Linked DNA regions of Ovis aries: region 1 is linked to region 2. The links are chromatin contacts, called in public Hi-C maps. All regions are on one chromosome and are shown on one strand. The core of a region is the stretch at or near the end of the contact, and the rest is flanking DNA. Distances in the headings are between cores, read along the strand shown. Region 1 has its middle 23 kb from the start of CILP2. Region 2 holds the start of GMIP (GEM interacting protein).

Region 1 (4,350 bases), core at 1,281-3,780, 85 kb before region 2:
AAGGACCTGACAGCCCAGCCACACCCTGTCTAAGCTGGCCCGGAGGAAGGGTGTCATGCGCAGGGTCCACGCCCAGACAGGGGCAGTTACCCCAGTCAGGGTCACAATTCCAGGCACACGGCTGCTGCTTGCAAAACTAAGCTACAACCAGACTTTTGCTTTCTTTAAATCACCAATCAACCTCAGACACTTTGCTAACTGAGTATCATGATGAATACTGTTGTGGTTTGGTTGCTAAGTCATGTCCGACTCTTTCGCGACTGCATGGACTATAGGCTGCCACGTTTCTCTGTCCATTTCCCAGGCAAGAATGCTCGAGCGGGTAGCCATTTCCTTCTCCAGGGAATCTTCCCCACCCAGGGATTGAACCTAGGTCTCCTACATTGGCAGGAGCCGCCTGGGAAGCCTCTATGATTAATATGAGAGTGAATTTTTCTCTGGTGGGGGCCTTGGGATTAAGATGTGTGGATCAGAGAGAATATTAGCAGTTTTTCTGCCCAGACATCTGGCCAGAATGCCAGCCTTATCTGGGAGCTGGTGGAAATGCAGATTCCCAGGTTTGGCCTGGATCCAATGAACCAGAACCTCCATTTAAACCCATCTCTAGCCTAGACACCTCAGAGTAGCCCTCAAGACTCTGTGTCCAGCTGCTTGAAACCCTGCCCAGGTTACGGTGGCTTTTGTCTCAGAGGGTGGGGCTCTAAGCAGAGAGAGTGTGCCTTCCTGGGGCTCCCAACCAGGGGATGGAGATGAGATTCCATAGAACCTGGAGGTGTCCCCTCACCTCTCAGAGGCTGCCCAGGACATGGATTCCCAGTCTCCGTCTCCCAACAAACTGGCTCACAAAAAAAAGGTCTCTAAAAAACTACACAAATGGCATGCAAAAATATGCAAATCACACATGCATTTAATTCAAATAAAGCAAATCGTGCATATTATATGCAAACCACAAACACACATGCAAATATGAGAGGGAGAGTGCCCAAGTGAGGGTGGTCAGACACTTTGCAAGGGACACACTGAGCAGAATAGTGACAGCGGAGGTCCTGTTTCCTGCCCCGAGCCTGACCCTTTGTGTGGATCTGCCTTTGAACCCCACAGCTAGCAGGTAAGGGGTCTTCCATCCTGGGGTCCCTTGCCCGGGAGCAGCAGGTCTCCAGGCCTCCAGCTCTGTACTCTCTGCAGGGCCCTGGCGACCCCTGGTGGACGATGGTGGGAATCAGCGCCTGAATCGCCCACCCTCTCCTCCCTGAGCGGCGGCTTTCCAGATAGACCCTTCTCCAGTGCGCCTCCTCTCAGGTAAGATCCCGGATCACGTAGGCCAAGCCAAGCATTAGTGGGTGGGTGACAAGCAGAACTGACTGGGGCGTGGTCAGTGTTCCAAGGGCTCCTCCTCCTCTTCCTGCACAAGCCTCTTTTTGTTGTTGTTTAGTTGCTAAGCCGTGTCTGACCCTTGAGACCCCCACAAACTGTAGCCCACCAGGCCCTTAGGGATTTCTAGAATGCAGACTGCCCAAGGGTAGTCTGCACCAATCCCCGATCCTTGGTTCCTTCCCCAGTGGTCGTGGATGTGACCCGTGTCTCCTTCCAAAGCTATCTGGATACCTCATTTTAAAAAATGTACCAAATTGTTATCTTCCTATTCTTTACAGTAACACGTTGTGGAGAAAAACGGCTTCAGCTTTTTAATGGTTGTATACTATTCCACTACATGACTCAACCGCCTGATTTAAACAGTCCCTGTGCTTCGGGCTTAGTTATGCTGTCGTGTCTGACCCTTTGCGACCCCATGGATTGTAGCCCATCAGGCGCCTTTGTCCACGGGATTTCTTCCAGGCAAGAATACTGGAGTAGTTTGCCATTTCCTCCTCCAGGGGATCTTCCTAACCCAGGGGTCAAACCAGCATCTCTAGCGTCACAGGCAGATTACTGCTGAGTCATTGGGGAAGCTCCAAATAGTTCTCAACTGACAAATATTTCTTTTCCTTTTCTTGCAATTACAAAAAATGTAGCAGGAAGTGCATCATTTTGCAGGCATTTGCATGTTCCTGTAGGAAAATTATCAGCAGGCAAACTGCTGAGGGAGAGAGTGTGTGCATTTTTAATAATAATAGATTCTAGAAAATTGCCGTCTTGAGTCGCTGTACTGATGAGCAGTCTCCCCTGATCAGCTTTCAGGCTCAAGGCCTTGGGTCTGCCTACCTCTCTCCTAACTGGGGGCCTGGGGCACAGGTCACCAAGCCTCCGGGCCTCAACGTCCTCTCCATTGCATGCAGGCGCCATCAGCTCCCGCTCTGCCGGCAGGGCGATTCCTCTGAGCTCCTGTAATCCTTATAGTTCGATTACTGTCGTGTGGCCACATTTCAGGCATTTTTTGAGTAATGTAATATGAAATGTTAGTAAAGTGCGACTTTAGGTGAAGAATTTGAGGTAGGGAGTTTGCTCAAATTGAAACCCTCTAGGAGACCCAGCCGGAAGCTGGAGGCTAAACCAACCCAGAGCTGCTTTCACGCCATGGCCAGGAGAGGGGGCAAGTGAGCAGCGAGCGCTAGGGCCGCCGGGGACACAGAAGTTGCAACGTCGTCTGTTTCCCCTGGGACACCCCTGCAGGGTTTTCTCCAGCACCTGTGCTCTCCGCCTCCTCTCCAGGGTTCAGACGACCTCTCCTGGTGCATCCCACTTTCCCTTCCCTCAGGACCTGCCTGGCAGCTCTCCCCACACCTTGGGTGTTTCCCTCTCACACCCCACGGCCTCTGGCGACATTTTTGCTGCAAATGAGCTCAAGAGCTGACTGTGCTCTCTGCCTCTGAGTGCTTCTTGAACTGGTTTATGGCCCTGTGGTTCCACTGAGCCCATGTGGCTCAGTCCAGCCACGCTGGTGAGGCTTCACTTTCTGCTCCTGAGATCTGCCTTTCTGACTTGTGACATCCTCTCTTGATTTTTGTCAATTTGGCCTTGGAATGCGGAATGAAGCAGGGCAAAGGCTAATAGAGATTTGCCAAGAAAATGCACTGGTCATAGCAAACACCCTCTTCCAACAACACAAGAGAAGACTCTACACATGGACCTCACCAGATGGTCAACACCAAAATCAGATTGATTATGTTCTTTGCAGCCAAAGATGGAGAAGCTCTATACAGTCAACAAAAACAAGATCAGGAGCTGACTGTGGCTCAGATCATGAACTCCTTATTGCCAAATTCAGACTCAAATTGAACAAAGTAGGGAAAACCACTAGACCATTCAGGTATGATCTAAATCAAATCCCTTATGATTATACAGTGGAAGTGAGAAATAGATTTAAGGGACTAGATCTGATAGAAAGAGTGCCTGATGAGCTATGGAATGAGGTTCGTGACGTTGTACAGGAGACAGGGATCAAGACCATCCTCATGGAAAAGAAATGCAAAAAAGCAAAATGGCTGTCTGGGGAGGCCTTACAAATAGCTGTGAAAAGAAGAGAAGCGAAAAGCAAAGGAGAAAAGGAAAGATATAAGCATCTGAATGCAGAATTCCAGAGAATAGCAAGACGAGATAAGAAAGCCTTCTTCAGCGATCAATGCAAAGAAATGGAGGAAAAGAACAGAATGGGAAAGACTAGAGATCTCTTCAAGAAAATTAGAGATACCAAGGGAACATTTCATGCAAAGATGGGCTCGATAAAGGACAGAAATGGTATGGACCTAACAGAAGCAGAAGATATTAAGAAGAGGTGGCAAGAATACACAGAAGAACTGTACAAAAAAGATCTTCACGACCAAGATAATCACGATGGTGTGATCACTCATCTAGAGCCAGACATCCTGGAATGTGAAGTCAAGTGGGCCTTAGAAAGCATCACTACGAACAAAGCTAGTGGAGGTGATGGAATTCCAGTTGAGCTGTTTCAAATCCTGAAAGATGATGCTGTGAAAGTGCTGCACTCAATATGCCAGCAAATTTGGAAAACTCAGCAATGGACACAGGACTGGAAAAGGTCAGTTTTCATTCCAATTCCAAAGAAAGGCAATGCCAAAGAATGCTCAAACTACCGCACAATTGCACTCATCTCACATGCTGATAAAGTAATGCTCAAAATTCTGCAAGCCAGGCTTCAGCAATACGTGAACCGTGAACTTCCTAATGTTCAAGCTGGTTTTAGAAAAGGCAGAGGAACCAGAGATCAAATTGCCAACATCTGCTGGGTCGTCAAAAAAGCAACAGAGTTCCAGAAAAACATGTATTTTTGCTTTATTGACTATGCCAAAGCCTTTGACTGTGTGGATCACAATAAACTGTGGAAAATTCTGAAAGAGATGGGAATACCAGACCACTTGACCTGCCTCTTGAGAAATCTGTATGCAGGTCAGG
Region 2 (4,453 bases), core at 229-2,728:
TGAGTAACTTTGGGCTTTAGAGTAGGATTATAAAGCTCTCCAATGTTTTAAGGAGTCACAAGCGTCACGAGAAGGATACGTGGGGGCCCTAGGATCACTCTGGGGGTTGCTGGTGGATTTAGGGGGTTGAATTTGGGGATATTCAGATGTGTTGAGGGCCCTCTCTTAGGCTTCTTGGGTTATTAGGTAAGTGCATCCAGAAGCTGCAGGTTCCTAATGGGGCTTAGGGACCCTAAATGGTTAGGGATTTAGGGGTTCTGGCAGAATTTGGGGTGACTCAGGCTCAGACTCACACGTTCCCCAGTGAGATCTCGAGGTTGTCCAGGCTTCGGAAGATGTCACTGTACCTCTTCCTGCTCTCAGGAGCCGGGGGTAACCCTTGGAGAGGGGAGTATCACACATAGGCCAACAGAAGCCTCTCTCCACCCACTGCACCTTGGCAGGGCGGTGTGGTGTGTGTGTGGGGGTGGGGGTGGGTAGGTGGGGTGGGAGGAGGGAAAGAGAAAGGAAAGAGAAAGAGAGAGAGAGAGAGAGAGAGAGAGAGAGAGAGAGTTCTGGTCCCATGGGGCATGCAGGATGGTGTGGGTGTTTGGGCTGGGATGGCGGGAGTGTGGGCTTGGGTGGAGCCCGACTCAGGACAGGCAGATGGACTCAGGCGCAACCCAACACAGAGCATTGCTTGGAGAAGCAGAGACACCCACACATGCATGGGCCTAGAACCAAAGTGACAAAACAGATGTCCTAGATACAGCCGCACTGTCTCCAGGGACAGAGACAGCTTGACAATGGAGCCACACGGACCTCAGGCCAGGCAGATGGAAATACACGTGGGACAGACCAGCACAGGGCCCGCGGCAGAAACACACACGGGCAGATTGAAACCCGGAGAGGCATAAAGACCAAATGACACTCGATATGCAAATCAGAGACACAAAGACTGGCGGAAACAAAGTCGGACCTCGCCACGTTTCTGCTGCAGGCACCCCTTCTAGGGGGCGCAGATCAGCATGTTCCCCTCCCTGGGCAATGGAGTAGCTGGGTGGGGATCCTGCCGCGTTGCCCTCTCCATCAGCAGTCGTGACACCCTGCCCCCATCACAAATATCAGAAGCAGAAGCGGCCACTTCCCCTTCCTGGGCCCCCTCCCCCAGACATCCGGGGTGAACTCTTACGGGGGAGGGGGTCAGGGGCTGGTGTCCCGGGCCCCCTCTCAGCTTGGGAGTCCCCACAGTGGAGAATCCCGCGTCCTCCCCATTCAGGAACTCCTCTCCCAGCTCTCCGGACAGAGAGGGGCAGGAGGGGACCCTCACTGATTTAGGAAGTAGGATACGGTCGGGAGAGGCCCCTCGAGGATCACGAGTCCCGGACCGCCTACCCGGCTCTGTTGAGTCCATGCTCCGGCCCTAGGGTCGCTCGGCTAGGACGGGGACTGGGATGGAATCGCGCGCCGGCGCCGCCGGGGCCAAGCCCCGGTTTCCTGCCTCAGCCGCCGCTGCCGGGGTTCCGCGCGGCCCCGCCTCGCGAAGGCCCCGCCCCAACCACGCCCCTGCTGCTAGGCCACACCCTCCAGGCAAAGACGCGCGGACCACGCCCCCTGCCGCAGCGGCCGCGGGTGCACTCAGGACTTCCTGGGTGACCGGCCGAAACGACCCCATCCCGGCTAGGGTTTCCTCTTCCCAGATCTTTGTGGGGCCCCCTAACCCCAGCATATTCCCCTTACACTGAGCCCACACAGTCTGCCTGGCCAGAGGAGCCTGTCCCAAACTTTTCCCGTTCTACGACCCAGTGACACCCCTGCCCAGAAGTCTCTTGGAACTCAGTGGGAGCCCCCTGGTGGTGGTCTGATGTTCTGCCCCATTCCGGTTGAATCTGAAGTCCCCAAAAGCCGAACGCCGAAGAACTGATGCTTTTAAACTGTGGTGTTGAAGACTCTTGACAGTCCCTTGGACTGCAAGGAGATCAAACCAGTTCAGCCTAAAGGAAATCAGTCCTGAATATTCACTGGAAGGACTGATGCTGAAGCTGAAACCCCAATACTTTGGCCACCTGATGCGAAGAACTGATTCATTGGAAAAGACCCTGTTGCTGGGAAAGATTAGAGGCGGGAGGTGAAGGGGACGCCAGAAGATGAGATAGTTGGATGGCATCACCAACTCGATGGACATGAGTTTGACCAAGCTCCCAGAGTTGGTGATGGACAGGGAAGGTGCAGTCCATGGGGTCCACAAAGAGTCGGACACAACTTGAGCGACTGAACTGACTGAACACAGCAGTCCTCAGTCTTTTTGTCACCAGGGACCGGTTTTCTGGAAGACAGTTTTCCCATGAATAGGGGCGGTCGGAGCAGGGCTATGGTTTCAGGATGATTGGAGAGCATCACGTTTATTGTGCACTTTATTTCATTATTACATTGTGATACACAATAAAATATGTATACATCTCACCATAATGCAAATCAGTGAGAGCCCCGAGCTTGTTTTCCTGCAGCTGGAAGGTCCTATCTGGGGTTGATGGGGGACAATGACATCTGAAGTGTGTTGCTTATGTCCGGTCTACTCTGGGATCTCGTTCTGGTTGCTGTCACTGCAGAAAACCCTGCTTCACAAAGATGAGATGGAATGGAAGTGGAAATGGAAGCAGGATTTTCAGGGCTTTTGTGGCAATCGCTGGATAGTCTGCTTTGACTTTAATCCAGAACATGTGTGCGTGCTAAGTCGTTTCAGTTGTGTCGGACCTTATGGGCTATGGGCCACATTGTCCACGGGATCCTCCAGGCAAGAAGACTGGAATGGGTTACCAAGCCCTCCTCCAGGGGATCTTCCTGACCCAGGGATCGAACTGGTACCTCTTAAGTCTCCTGCGTTGGAGGCAGGTTCTTTACTACTAGCGCCACCAAGCCTGCAAGTGTTAGTTGCTCAGCTGTGTCTGACTCTTTGCGACCTCATGGACTGTAGCCCACCAGGCTCCTCAGTCCATGGAGTTTCCAGACTGGAGTGGGTTGCCATTCCTTTCTCCAGGGATCAGACTCTTTACCACCTGAGCCACTAGGAAAGCCCATCCAGAACATACAGAAATTTGAAATGATCTCAAACATACTTTTAAGGCCACCATCATTTTTGATCTCAATCAGCTGATCCTTTTCTAGCATGGACAAAGTCAATCCACCTGGCTTTTTCACAAATGGGTTGAGGATCCATTCCTTCCCAATTTGGGGGTCTTCTGTGGTTGGGAAGTAGTGCTCAAACTCTTGAAAGCTGCGGTGGGTGATCATTCATCAGCTGGGAGAAAGTAGGCCCTGGCTCAGTCCCTTTCAAAATCTCTGCTAACGTTTGAAACATGTCAAAAGTCCCCAATGTTCACTCGTTGCCCCCATAATTCTGGTGTGTGTTTGAATGCAGCCACTTTATCTGCTGACTTGAACTTAGTTGTTTGCCCCTGAAGTGACAGATTGAGTTCACTGAGCAGGTTGAAGATGTCACACAAATAAGCAAATTTTGCAACCCATTCTGTCACTGGAATATGCTGCCAGTGGTGACTGTTTTTCTAAAAGAAATCTCTAGAGCAGCTCCCATAACTCAAAAACTCTGGCTAGGGATCCACTTTTGTGTAATTTATTTTTATGTATTATTTTTGGCTGTGTTGGGTCTCCGTTGCTTTGTCTGAGCAGGGACTGCCCTTCATTGCAGTGTGCAGGCTTCTCATTGGAGAGCACAGGCTCTAGGCGCATGGGCTACAGCAGTTGCAGCTGAGGGCTCAGTCACTGTGGTACATGGGCTAAGTTGCTCCTTGGCGTGTGGAATCTTCCTGGACTAGGGATCGAACCCATGTCCCCTGCATTAGAAGGTGGATTCCTATTCACTGTACAACCAGGGAAGCCTCGGTGATCTGCCATTAGAAAGCATCTCACGTCTGTGTAGAAGAGAAGAGACGCTTGTGCTCTGTGTCTGTCTCTTCACAAAGCTGCTCGAACAGATGTGAGTTAAGGGCATGTGCTTTAATGCGGTTGGTAATTTTAATCCCATCATACAAAATGTCAAGCTCAGGTGACATTTTTCGGCTAGCAGCATTTCTTTATGGATGACACAGCGTGTAGACTCGCACTCAGAAGTGACCTCATTGACCCAAGAAGTGGAAGCAGAAAGACTTTTAGTCACGGCAGCCCTTCAGTCCATGCATATACCGACAGTGAGCTGATACGTAAGAACTCAGACTTGTGTTGGTGGCAACAGAAGTGCAGGTAACATATCCTCATGAAAAACACAGAACACACACTGCTGCCTTGTCGCACTGGTGGATTAGTCAGCCTGGATTGCGTACTGTGTCGATTTGTTAATCCTAGCAACTGTGCCTCAAGATTCTCTATTTCATCAGTTAGTTTAGTTATGAAAGTGAAAAGTCCAAGTGCCAGTCACTCAGTCGTGTCTGACTCTTTATGACCCGTGGACTGTAGCCTG

The links. Hi-C and Micro-C count contacts between places; a contact is called where the count stands out from the background.
Region 1: a Hi-C map of liver shows a contact between it and region 2, with 2.3 times the contacts expected there. The contact joins the enhancer-like site here to the promoter of GMIP in region 2. A contact is called at or near these places in 5 of 16 Hi-C or Micro-C datasets (blood, hypothalamus and liver).

What each region holds. Positions count from the first base shown.
Region 1 is chr5:3,586,666-3,591,015 of ARS-UI_Ramb_v3.0, reverse strand. No RefSeq gene overlaps it. Among named protein-coding and RNA genes, the nearest start is that of CILP2, 23 kb to the left of the region's middle. Within about 2 kb of position 2,530, at least 3 of the 54 cell types and tissues checked have an H3K27ac peak or open chromatin away from gene starts, as enhancers often do. A contact at or near this core is called in liver, where this site is marked.
Region 2 is chr5:3,500,438-3,504,890 of ARS-UI_Ramb_v3.0, reverse strand. GMIP (GEM interacting protein) reads right to left here and starts at 1,478. Exons shown (of 20, transcript XM_042249561.1): 1 at 1,375-1,478; 2 at 296-429. The coding sequence starts at 402. It overlaps ATP13A1 (ATPase 13A1), which reads right to left. Exons shown (of 26, transcript XM_027969333.3): 26 at 2,376-4,453.